2 separate regions of the Bactrocera dorsalis genome follow, and region 2 is linked to region 1. Evidence: chromatin contacts called from public Hi-C data. All regions are on one chromosome and are shown on one strand. Each heading gives the region's core, a stretch centred on a gene start, on an enhancer-like site or on the middle of the called end of the contact. The rest is flanking DNA. Distances are from core to core; before and after follow the strand shown. Region 1 holds the start of LOC105232123. Region 2 overlaps LOC105232123.

Evidence for each region. A called contact is a pair of places that touch in the nucleus more often than the background predicts.
Region 2: a Hi-C map of whole body shows a contact between it and region 1, with 2.3 times the contacts expected there. The contact joins the enhancer-like site here to the promoter of LOC105232123 in region 1. A contact is called at or near these places in 2 of 2 Hi-C or Micro-C datasets (both in whole body).

Annotation. Positions count from the first base shown.
Region 1 is chr4:6,096,407-6,103,329 of ASM2337382v1, forward strand. LOC105232123 reads left to right here and starts at 5,379. Exons shown (of 10, transcript XM_049454466.1): 1 at 5,379-5,585. All of the region lies in intron 3 of LOC109579954 (a long non-coding RNA gene), which reads right to left. It overlaps LOC105232120 (endoribonuclease CG2145), which reads left to right and starts at 422. Exons shown (of 5, transcript XM_011213728.4): 1 at 422-688; 2 at 1,442-2,735; 3 at 2,804-3,000; 4 at 3,072-3,304; 5 at 3,365-3,713. The coding sequence starts at 613. The coding sequence ends at 3,598.
Region 2 is chr4:6,143,651-6,149,676 of ASM2337382v1, forward strand. The region is part of intron 2 of LOC105232123; the gene reads left to right. The region is part of intron 2 of LOC109579954 (a long non-coding RNA gene); the gene reads right to left. Among protein-coding and RNA genes, the nearest start is that of LOC105232123, 45 kb to the left of the region's middle. Within about 2 kb of position 4,126, the one cell type or tissue checked has open chromatin away from gene starts, as enhancers often do.

The DNA.
Region 1 (6,923 bases), core at 4,129-6,628:
AAATTTTTTATGCAATTAAAATTTTATTCAAAAAAAATATTTTAGGTTTTTTTTAGAAAAAAAAAAAACAAAATTACTGTTAAATGTGTGAAAAAATATTGTTAAATTGAAAGTTCTCCTGCTTTAATTAAATGCCATTAGTACTATTACTACCACTAGAATATATGTATAAATTTTTAATAACCCTTAACTCGCTTTAAATTTCTTCGATCTATTTTCTCATAAACAAAATTTTTGTCATTACCGTCGACAACTACCCATTGTAGCGTGCTCTCCCACTCAGCCAACCGTCATCTTCATCACGAGCAGCAGCAAACTATGCATACCTACATACATACATATGCATATTTATGTAAGTAAGGTATGTAGTTATTTCAGCCTAACAGGTTTCTGCGTTGCTTCTGTACGATTCTCAATTCAATGTCTACTCAGTCAGTTGCCGGAATTCGTACGTGTCAGTCGAATATAGTCGCTAGTGCACATTTAACAAAGTGTATTTCGACAAAAGAGCGAAATTATTTTTTTTACCAAAAAGTGTAAAACTAAAAAAATAAAAATAAGTAATATTATTCACTACTTTGAGGGCTAAGTAAAAGGAAAAATCGCGAAGCCATGCGTTTCAAGATCAGTAACACACTTTTCGTGTGCACTGTGTTGTTGTTGTGTGTGCTGCAGTGCGAATTCGCAGGTAAACAAAATAAAAAAAACCTTACACAAAGCCAATGGTGTTTCCAAAAAGCTACCTGTCAGAGAGAACAGTGGGTTTGGATGGTGAAATAAAAATATGCTTGTGAAATAAAATTTGTTTTAAAGCAGAAAATAATTATAATTAAATATATAAAATAAATATATAATTGAAATGAAAAAAAATTCAGAAAACAAAATTTTATATTTCGATTTTTTTTTTTTTTAATTCTGTCAATTTGGATGAACTGAAAACAAAAATGATAAATTTGTGAAGAAAAAATAAAAATTTAGCAAAAAAAAATTTGTATTTTAGAAAAAACAAAAATTAAAAAATAAATATTAAAAAAAAAATTTAAAAAAAAATAAAAAATAAATATAAAAAATAAATATAAAAAAAAAACAAAAAAAATATATAATAAAAAATGTATATTACAAATTTAATATAAAAAAAAATTATAACCAAAAAAATTAATTTTAAAATTTTTTAAAGAAAGCCAGTTCTTATTCCGTAACAGATTTTTTTTTTGAGAAAAAAATTTAGACAAAAAATCTCACAAAACATTCCTAAAATTAGATGAGCTAAATCTCACCGAAGCATTATTTGAAATTTTCCTTATCTGAGTTTAATAAATAGAATATTTGTGTGTCAACGCTTATCTCCACATTCTATACCCTCGCGCTTGTGTGCTAATTCTAGAAAAATAAATATTTGCATAAAAAATTAAAAAAATAAATTTAAATTTAATTTTTCCAGCCAGCTACAAAACAGAGATCGAGATAACTCCAGCGCCACCGGAAGAGCAGACAACAAAGAAGTCCGGCTTTTTTAGTCGGTGGTTTGGTGGTGGCGGTGATAAGACTACTACCACTACCACCACCACACCGTTGCCACCACGAAATGTGCCGGCCCCCACACCATCCCAACCAACGCTGAATGCGCCGCGTGTACAACCAAACAACGCTGGCGCACAAAAGCCACCACCATTTTCCATTAACCCAAATGCGCCGCTAATGCCGCTGGGACCACGTCCTGACACACCTGAGTCTTCGCCCTTCGGTGGCAATGGCTTGCAGCCACCACAGTGGCCACAGCCTACGCCACAGTCATCAGCACAAACTCCAACCACACCAGTCGGTTTGCGTCCAACAGCCGGCAGCCCGCAACAACAACGTCCGCAAGCCGTACCGACGGCTACGAATTTTGGCGGCGCCGGTGGTTACGGCAATGCTGGTAATGTGAATAATTTTGGTCGTCCGGGTACCGCACAACCGAATTTGCCACCTGGATTTTCACCATATCAACCACCTAAAGCCCAGCCATCTGGTTTGGATCTGAGCTATGGCGGTGGTGCACGCCCACAAGGTGGCACAGCCGGACGTCCCGGTTTCGGTTTGGCACCATTGACCAGCACAACGACTACTACTACCACAACTACGACAACAACAACAACACCAAAACCAAGTCCACCCGGCAGCGCTATAGGTTTGGATATGCGTAATGGTTTCGGCGGCATTGGTGTATCGTCCACGACCACTACACACCGTCCTTCGACAACAAAAGATGATTTCCCACCTTTGCCACCACCACGTCGTCCTTCCGTGGGCAAAGAAGACTTCCCAGCACTACCAACACCACGCACCCCTGGTAGCCCTACACCAGCTTCACCTCTACGACCTTCCTCTCCTGGCGGTAGCGCACAACCCACACCAACCTTTGCCTGGGGTTCGCCTACACCAACCTCACCATCACGTCCAGGTGGCGGTATCATAGCACCAGCTTCACCAACGCCAAGCAGTCCCACGCGTCCAGGTACTCCTGGCGCTGGTGGTTCTGGCGTTTCGTTTGTGCCACACGTACCCGGTCCTTCAACTACGGCAAGACCTGGTGCAGACAGTAGTGCCAGCGGTAGCTCAGTTGCTAGTGATGATGAAATACGCGCTCTAACGGAGCAGTTGTATGCTAAGGAGCAGAGTTTGTTAAATTTGGTGCATGTCAATCCACAGGGCAAGACAAGGTCAATTGATAGCACGGACGAGGCGCCGAAACCGTAAGTAGTCTACGATACAAGCGAACTTTTCACAGTTAACTACAAGTCACCAACTTCTCTCTTTTCAGTCTCTTCGAAGTCGAACCTCGCACCTATGATTCACCGACCGTCGCTAAAATGCGTGCACTTTTCGATAACTACGAAGAGGATACTCTGGCCAATGAACATGTGACCGTCAATGAGCGTCGTGAAGAGAATGAGTTCGTCGATGCAGTAATGGGCACACAGGTCATGCGACAGGCCATGCTCTTCTTGCAGAACAAAGGTAAGTCAAAAAATCTAAGCCGCCTATTTACCATATATCACACATTATCTTAACGTTCTGCTTACTTGCAGGCATTGTAACACCCGATCCTAAAACCCACCGCGATCTCGTTAAAGAGCTCTGGTTTACACAGTACTCACGTGGGCAAGGACGCATCGGCAGTTCGGGCTTTGAACATGTCTTCGTGCACGAAGTAAAGAATGGCACGCTGATTGGTCTACACAACTGGGTGTATTTCGCAGACGAGGAGAAAGCAGGCCGTCTCGACTATAAGGGTTATCTGCATCAAATCGATTTGGGCAATGTGAGTGCGAACGAAAACGAATTTGACATATATTTATTTATTTTTCCTTTCAATCCACAGAAAGCTAAGGTCCTGAAAGTACGCTTCAGTCATAAAGGTGTCAATAAACCGGTTAATGGTGTCTTTGCTGGCACCTCACCCGAATTGGAACTGGCTCTCTACACGGTATGCTTCCAGCTGCGCCCTGATCGCACGTGTCCTGTGTCACTAGGCAACCAGCGTTTCGGCATTGTCACCTACACTTGGCGTTATCGCGGCAAGCATCTGATTGGCAGCGCCTTCCCCGAAATATAAGGACGTTCGTGAGAGTCTAATGAGATTTATAACCTTACATTTGTACGAAAATGAGATTTAAAGTGTAGTTTAATTAGAAGAAACAAATAAACCAAAAAAATATATATTTTTTAAAGATTTGTTGTAGCTGCATTTTTCTCATATACAATTAGCAAAGAGAAAAAGGAAAATGTAGCCAATTTTTCGCAGCGGTGTGTGGAATTGCTCAATAGGAGTGTGTCTTTGCTAGAGATTTTCCCGTAGTATGTACAGTACGAACTAAAATTTGCAATTTTTAATGGAAGGCTGATACAGAGAACGTCTATCATAGATATCATGATAGACGTTCTTTGGCTGATACCTACGAGATGAAATCACTATTGGTTAAGGCTAGCAAGCCTACCAGTAACTGATTCGGTCTCATTTGGAGTTCTGGACACGAAGGTAGATGAACTTGCTCGCTCTGGAGTGGCTACCAACCCGATGGGGGCGGAAACTTTCTGTGCTGTGGCGTCCACATACAAAAAAAGAATAATTTCGGAAAGAGAAAAGGAAGAAAGACATTGCCAAAACTGCTTTTGGGACGGTACAACCTCAAGTGGTTCAAACAAATAATAAACCTTCCTAAAGACAAATTTAGACTCCTCGTCTTAATAGACAACGGCCATTGCAGGCAGAAGAGGCAGCTATATATAATATGGAGGTTGATATTGAGTGAAACTCTGGGACATCTGCTCTAGAGTGTGTAGCAATCTGTAGATACAGAAACAAGGCTCTGAGATCCACGTATTCTAACAGGGAACTCTCCAAAAACTAGCACGATTCTTGATTTTATAAGGAAACTGGGCCTCAAATTTATATCGCAAGCTCTTAAATCGAAAACTATTGACCGAGCTGAAGGCTTTCCAAGTTTATAAAGTCGCGAGAACAGTCTTTTCTTTGCTTGTGGCCAGCATATACAGACACTCAAGCTTTTTTAGCGCAATTACCAAGCACACGGTCTCGCTCTAAAAGCTTCTATTTCCTGAACACGGGAGCTTTCTAGCTTTAAAGTAAGTCTGTGAGCTTTTCAAGCAGAGAATGAAGACTTTGCTGGTTATGCCTGTTGGATGTGCTTCCACGGTTCATGCATGCTCTGCCAGTAATATATAGAACCATATCTAACAAGGATGGTAATGAACGATACTACACAGAAGGAGCCTAATATTAGAGCTTCAGGTTTTCATAGACATCACTTTCGGAGCATGTGACATACTAACTATATTTCCGGCGGAAAGCTGTCACCACTTTTTGTGGTAAAGTGTTGAGAAAGCAGCACTGGCTTCTAAGCGCGCTAACGCAGTTTATGGAGATTTCAAAGCCGTTGAAATAACAGCACTTCACACTTACGAAAACATATTTTCTTGTGGAAGCCGACACATTTCAAAAACTATAAATACTTTACAACCTTAACACTGAACTTAAAAACGACAATAATTTGCCAAAACAGCTGACTTGCCGGAAATAAACGAACAGCAAATGACAGCTGGCAAAGCAACTAGTAAACAAAGTATTCGATACTCGCTGCTTTGCATTTTCGCTGCCAGGCATATTCGCCGCATTGGCTGTATCGAACAATGCCCATCTCGTTCGCACGCACAGTGTAAACAAAAACGCGGAACCAGTTTTCCAGTGTTGCTGTTGTGCCCGGCCAGCGGTGGGCACATACAAATCTACATGTATGCGTGTGCCTGTGTTTGTGTACGCAAATAGTAGTGAAAACTATCGGCAAATGCTGTCGGGATATACAAATGTGGGAAAAATGCAGGCAATCGCTGGCTGAGCAAAAGAGTTTCGAAGCGGTCGCCGTCGTGTACGAACGTAAAACGAGCGTGAGCGCGTAGCGTAGTGCGCCAGCGAAAAAGAAGAATAATCATTACTAATAAGCATATTGCAGACAAATATAAAAAATATTTGTTGATAAATATCAGAAAAATAGCATTAAATAAAGCAGTGTTTGCAACAAAGTGTAAGTTTTTTGCTTTCGGAAAACAAATAACTAGTTTGTGTGGCAAAGGCTGTGGACGAAAAGCAGCAGCAGCGTACGCTTGTGCGACAGAACGTTGGCGTCGCAGCTCTCGACGCAGTTATTCTAACGAAATCGAACGATTTTTATTATATGAAAGTAAATCATGTGAGAATGCTTTTAGTGATAGTAAAAACTGTGTAAGCAGCAGCGAAAATAGTGTAAGTTTCCTACAACAATAATAATAACAAATAGTTTATAAAAGTGTGGTGCGTTTGTTGTTTTTGCTGCTTTGTGCATTTCAGCTGTCCAACTGGCAGCGTAAAAGCAGCGCTGCAGCAGTCAATTTGTGTGAGTGTGCGTGTGTAAGCACAAGATGTGTGGGTAGTATGAGAAGAGAGAGGAATGCAGTTGTGCGACTGTCAGTGGTTGATTGCAGCATGAATTGGAATTAATTTGGTAAAGCACAAGAAAAATTGATGGATTATGGGTAATGGGTACCATTTTTATAAAAAAAATGGATAAATCATAAAAAAAAATTAAAAAATAAAAAAATACTAACTTTTTAATTATATTATTTTTCCTACATCCATACAAATGTATGAAATAAACTATAATTTTTTAAAAAAGATAAAATATAAAAAAATTGGCTTAAAAAGCATATAATTATAACAAAAACAACAAAAATAATAAATGCAAAAATACTATATGTACAGTGAAATTCCTCAATACGGATAGTCGTTACATACGCACACCTCCCATAACCGGACAAATTTCACGAATAATGATGAATGAATTATCAACTTTATATGTGGGCAGCTCCCATATGCGGGCAAAAACGCTGCTACGGTAGGTGTCCGGTTATGAGGGATTTCACTGTATGTGTATGTAATTGTTATATGAGAATTTATACGTTAAAATAAGCTTAGCTAATTGCATAAAATGCATAAACAATAAAATTATATAAAAAAATTAAAAAAAAAAATATAAAAAAAAAAATTATAAAAAAAAAATTAAAAAAAATGAAAAACTGAAAATTTAAATAGAAAAATAATGTAAAAATATTTTAAATCTAAAAAAAAAAAAATTTAGTCTCAAATAAAGTTAAATAAAGCTTAAAATGTCACCTTTCCAATACTATATGGTATGACACAATATATGCACTGAAGATATGCAACTGCAACAACATTTATGGACAAAATACGAAACGACTTTTTCGACTACCCAATATATTATTAAAATAAAAAAAAACTTAAAACATTATCAAAATCCGAAAAAAATATAAGTAAAAAATATACATTGTCACAAAAAAGTACCCGGAAATTGTAAAGAAAAGAAAAT
Region 2 (6,026 bases), core at 2,876-5,375, 46 kb after region 1:
GTAACTACATATACATATGAATATATACTATATAACTGTACGTGTGTTTGTATGCATTTCTGTGTGCCTCTATGTGCCATCTGCATGGCTTGTTGGCATGTGGCATGCAGCTTGCTGCAATTCTGGAATTTTTAAAGCATAAAATTACACACACACATATATGTATGCGTGCGTAAATGCATTCGGTGTTGGGCAAAATCTCCCGTTCTGCAACTTCGTTTATGAAAACATAATTTTAATTGCCGGCATTGTATGTCTGCCCATGCGTATTGCTGTATGTGAATGTGTGTGCCTTACTTTGACTGCGTCAGTCGCTGCTACCTAGCTCTTAAACATACATATATATACGTAAGCATATATTAAGGCATAAATATATATAGACTCTCATATACACCCATAAGCACACACAAGCGCATATCATTGGCACTCTGACTCATGCTACACTTCCAGTCCACTCTTTTGTTATTGCCACTGCTGCATGGCGTCGCACTGGCGCATCTACTGCTATACACATGCATACATACATACACTTTTCGTTAGAAACAATAAACATTTCGCCATATGCTATCGCCTATGCCGCCTGTGTCTCATGCAAAAGCAGCAACAACAAAAACAACAACAAATTTTCTGCACTATGCCGGCTTAGAGGGCTTGACTTGACTTGGCCTGACTTGTTGGTTGGCCCGTGTTGCATGCAACATTGTATGCATATATGCGTGTATTGTCTGCAATAACAATAACAATGCCTGCAAATGTGTAGCAATAATAAATACAGTGAATGGTATAAAATAAGCAGTGATAACAAGCATATGACAACAACAATAACAAGCATATAAACTAAAATCCCAATAATAAAACTAACAGATTAGTATTGAGCAGATGCGCCATGGGCGGAAATGCCCAAAAACTAAGAAACACACACAAATACCTCGTTGACTATGCATAAATATGACAATTTTATAGTTGTTGTTGGCGTGTCACTACAGTGCTTTTAGTTGCATTACAATTTGTGAAATCAACTGGGATAAATATTATATCTCCTTTAAATATTGAGAGATTTTTGCATAGTTGCAGTAATTAAAGCGAGCAATGAAGCCTTAATCGGCGTAAAATATACATAAATGGAACCCATGTGACTAAGTAGATGCTCCTATTTAATTTAGAATATTTTTATTGAATAATCAAGACCAAAAACGTCATAAGATAATATAAAAGAGTTTTTCAGCGCTCGATTTCACGTCAAAAATAATAACAAATTATTTCAATACGAAAAATTTAAAATTTAAAGTATTAAATAAGTGGTGTTCCACAAGTTCAATACTTTTTATGACTTGATCTATCTGCTAAAGTTAATATCTGACTACATAAATAGGTCAAAAATAAATGACCTTCATTTTATAAGTGGTGTTCCACAAGTTCACAACTTGTTTTCACCACATTTAATCTAATACTGCTAATAAAAGCTGAGTCCACAGTAAGAAAATACTTTTTTTTACTTAAAGTAAGCTTCAGATTTAGGTATTTGCTTCTGACAGCGTTTTTCAACTCTCGATATAACGTCGGGAATAATATCAAATTACTTCAATTCAGTAAATTAATCAAAGGTCAGTATTTAATATATGGTGTTCCACAAGTTCATGATTTTTAACGGCTTAATCAATCTATTGAAGGTCATATAGGCCATAAAATATTTAAAATAGGCAAGAAAATTCATATTCTTAATTTTACAAAAAGTTCAAGACTTCTTTAAGCTTAATATTCAATACTTCTGACCTAACTTGCCTCTGAAAAAAAAGGCTAAGGTTCAGGTTATAGCTTCTAACAACGATGTAACGTCAAAAATAATACCAAATTACTTCACATCAATAAAAGGCAAAAATTCTAAGATAATCCAGGAATAATAGCAAATTACTACAATTCAGTAAAAAACAAAAAACAAAAATTACCACTGAAGTTTCCAAGAGTTCAAGGTTTTTAAGACTTTAACGACTTGATAAAAGTAAGATACGATCACAAACTATTCAAAATAGTCAAGAAAATTTATATTCTTTATTTAATAAATGGTGTTCCACAAGTTCAAAACCTCTTTTTCGCTTTTAGCTAGTTTTACTCAATAAAGCTGACTTAAAATGAGTCTAAACTAAAAAGGTGTTTCCTTCTAATAAAAAAAACTTCCGATTTTGATTTTTGCTTCCAACAAAGCTATTCAACTACCGATTCTGACATCTATTTTAATGTCAAATTACTTCCAGTCAAATCGTCTTCAATAAGTCGAACACTTTTTAAGACTTAACCAATCTTATAAGGTTACTTTATGCCTAACAAGTATGAAAAAAATCAAAAATATTAATACTTCGTATCAAAGAAGTGGTGTTCCACAAGTTCAAAAGTTATTTCATAGCATTTGGCTTATTAGTATTAACTTAAAATGTGTCAGAAAAGAGAAAGCCTTTCTTCAGCTTAAAATGAGCCGCCTGTTCTTTGTGTTAGCTCATTAAGTATCAAGTTTTAATTTACAAAAATGGTAGCAAAGCTGATTTTTTAAGTCCAACGCTGTCTAATATTTGCCAAGTTATTAACCAAGTTTTATTATTATTTAGCGATACTTTTAGCGTAGACTTGTGGTGTCACAATTTCCAAATTTAGCAAGTATATACTTCAAGTGATTTCAGCTTAAATATAGTATTTAAAATTTTAAATCTTTACCCGATGACAATCGCAAAAAATATAAGCAAGAAAATTTGCAAAATTTTATCCCGCCATATATGGTTTTTAACCCAATAAAATTTGCATTTAAAATTAAAATTGCTAGTGGCGCTCAACTTTTGCTGTCATGTCTAAATTTGCTGAATTTTCGGCCAGAGTTTTTACTTATTTTTTGGCTTCACATTTCAATACGCGTGGGCAACACTGGTTCGCCACTTCGCCGTCTGCTTATTTGCTTAAAAATGTGTTACTGGTTGAGGCAGCTACGCTTATACTGCCCACAGGCCAAGACACAATAACAAATAACAACCAACAAATAATAAAAAAATAAAAAAAAAGAGTAATTTCATTAATCAAGACAACGTCGGCAAATGTGCGGCAAAATCGAATCTTATTTGACTAAAGGCGCTCACTTCCTGCTGCACTTCGTGCGTAGGTTGTGCGAATTCTGCGGAAGTTGCTGCACTGCAATAGGCTGGATAATGCAATGATGCTGTGAAGATTTAAAATTCATGGTTGCATTTTTTGTAGGGAAACTACTTGAGTTAATCCTAATAATATTTTTATTTATCTTTAAGCTGGGATATGGTTAATTGGCGTTAAATACAAAAAATAAAATGGACAAATTAAAAAAAAATAAAAATAAGAAAAGGAAAAATAATTAGCTCAAACTTCTGACACTTCTTGGCTTGAATAAATAGACTTTTATCAAAGTCAACGCTGTGAACTCGCCTTAATTTGATATGAAAACAGCATAATGCTTCGTTTACACTACTGAAGGTCTACTTTCTTCTACAATTATAATAAAATATATAGCTTTATGGATTTTTAGACAAATTTTCGCTTAAGTATCTCTTACTTTTTGAAGAAATTGTGCATATAAAACACCAACAATCGCACACTTTGAGTCCTTGGTTAAATTTACAAAGAAAAATGCGGAAAATTACTTCCGCTCCATTGCACATTTCAATGCATAAATTAGTGATTTTTTTATGAACACGCCTTTATGAGCAAAAAGCCCGTACGTGCGACACAAAAAGGAAACCCTACCGAATGTCCATGCATTTATGTAACTATTTAGAAGTGCAGTGAAGTGTAAGGCGTCGGGCGAGCGGTGAGGCCATAAGAAAAGCGAATTTACGTGTAATTGAAACTCAATTTGAATTTAGTATTAAAGTACAATTGTCACGTGATTTGCATATATTCGTATTTATAGTGGCAAATATGGGCTTACAAACATAATATATATTTATATGTATGTAAGTATGTTTGTATTAGCAGTATATATGGCATGCAATAAGAAGCCGGACGCGGCTAGCAGCTAAGAAAATGCGCATGAAGAAATTTCCGTACAAATTTCAACACACTGCCTGCCTACCTTGACTGCCAGCAACAATGTATGTATGTGTGTATGGCATTTGCATGCAGTTGGCAACGCTATGCTTGCGCCAGCTGCACTCTACAGTGTACGCGCTATGCGCTACCTACACATTTGCCATCCACACTTTCCTATTTGTGTCCACATATATTTTTAGCATAGATTTTATTGTACGCTTGACTTTTCCCCACTCTGCTGCCTGCTGCCGGCTGCTATATTTAATTCTTCCGCTTGTTTTCCTTACACTTTGAGGTCACGTGCGTGCCAGGTGTGGCAGCGTCAAAGATTTGCTGCATACGGAAATAGTTGAAAAGGAAGTTGTGTAGATTTGTTGGGCATTTATGTCTTGTGTGTGCCATGCATACATGTGTGTGTGCGTGTATAATGTGCGTCAGTGGTGGGTTAAAGGTGAGCACAAGCATATTTAATATTTATGTGCGTGAATAAATAAAAGGAGCGTAAGAATTACCGATGGACGTTGGAAAATTAAACAAAAAAAAAACAATAAAAAAAAATATAATAAAATAAAAAATTATATTTCAAAAAATTAAACAAAAAATTAAACAAAGAAAATAAAAAAAATAAAAATAAAAAAAAAATAAAAAAAAATAAAAAATAAATAAAAAAAAATAAAAAAAATATAAAAAAAAATAAAAAAAAAAATTAAAAAAAAATAAAAATTAAATAAAAAAAAATTTAAATTAACTGCTTTCCGGCATATTTTTCATATTTACTTCATTCTTATCCGAAAATTATATTATTACCGAAAATTATATTAAAAAAAATTAAAAACAAATAAAAAAATAAAAAATTATATTTAAAAAAATAAAAAAAAAAATTAAAAAAAAATAAAAAATTATATTAAAAAAAAATAAAAAATTGTATTAAAAAAAATTTAAAAAAATTAAAAAATAATAAATTATATTAAAAAAAAACAAAAATAAAACACAAAATTACCCAAAAAAGAATTTTAAATAGTAAAAATAAAAAAGAAATAACTGTGCTTTCACTGCTTTAGCATATTTTCCTATATTCTTCATTATTTTATATTATTACCGACTTTTATTGCATTCTGGCTGCTTATGTGCCGTCAATTTCTTTAAATATTTATGCCCAATTTCAATATTACTGCCGCAATAAATTTTTCCAGTGACCGATTTGAAATTTTGAAAAATAAAACAATAAATTTGAGGCACGTGTGGGTAGCAGAGGTTGACACGCTTAGCGTACATGCTCATAAAAGAAATAATTCATGACCCCACCCCATAACTATTTTTATGACCTAAAGTTATAATTTATAACTGTTAACACCCACTAACGCGTTTTTGGGGTTATTAAAATTTGTATATTTTTCATACTTAAGACTTTGCTTTTACAAAAAACTTGAAATATTTTGAAAAAATTCAATAACTAGCAAAGTTGCTGCCCGTACTCAATGGGAGTAAGGAAAAGATTCTACAGTTCCTCTGCGAGTGCCCAGATCTATTACAATAACGATGTAGAACTTTTGGAACCCATCAGGTACCAAACTTAGAATTTCTGTCTACAAAAAGACAATACAACAACAATGAAATGAGATAGCAATATACATATGAGGTCTTACGAATGGTGCAGTTAGCGCTAATTGAGGCCGTATGTAAAAGCGATACTCTTAGCTAGCTACCGATTTTACTTCACTAGACTGTCCTAGCCTTTTACAGTTTTAGTGAATTACATAGTTCGGAAAACAAATTATGTACTTTTCGAACTTTTTTCATATTTTTGAAGATATATGCTCTTTTTAATTTTTTTTTTTATTTTTTTTTTTTTAATTTTTTTTAATTTTTTTAATTTTTTTTTTAATTTTTTTAAACTTTTTTTTTAATTTTTTTTAAATTTTTTTTTATTTTAATTTTTTTACATTTTTTTAATTGTTTTTCATTTTATTTATTTTTTTTCCATA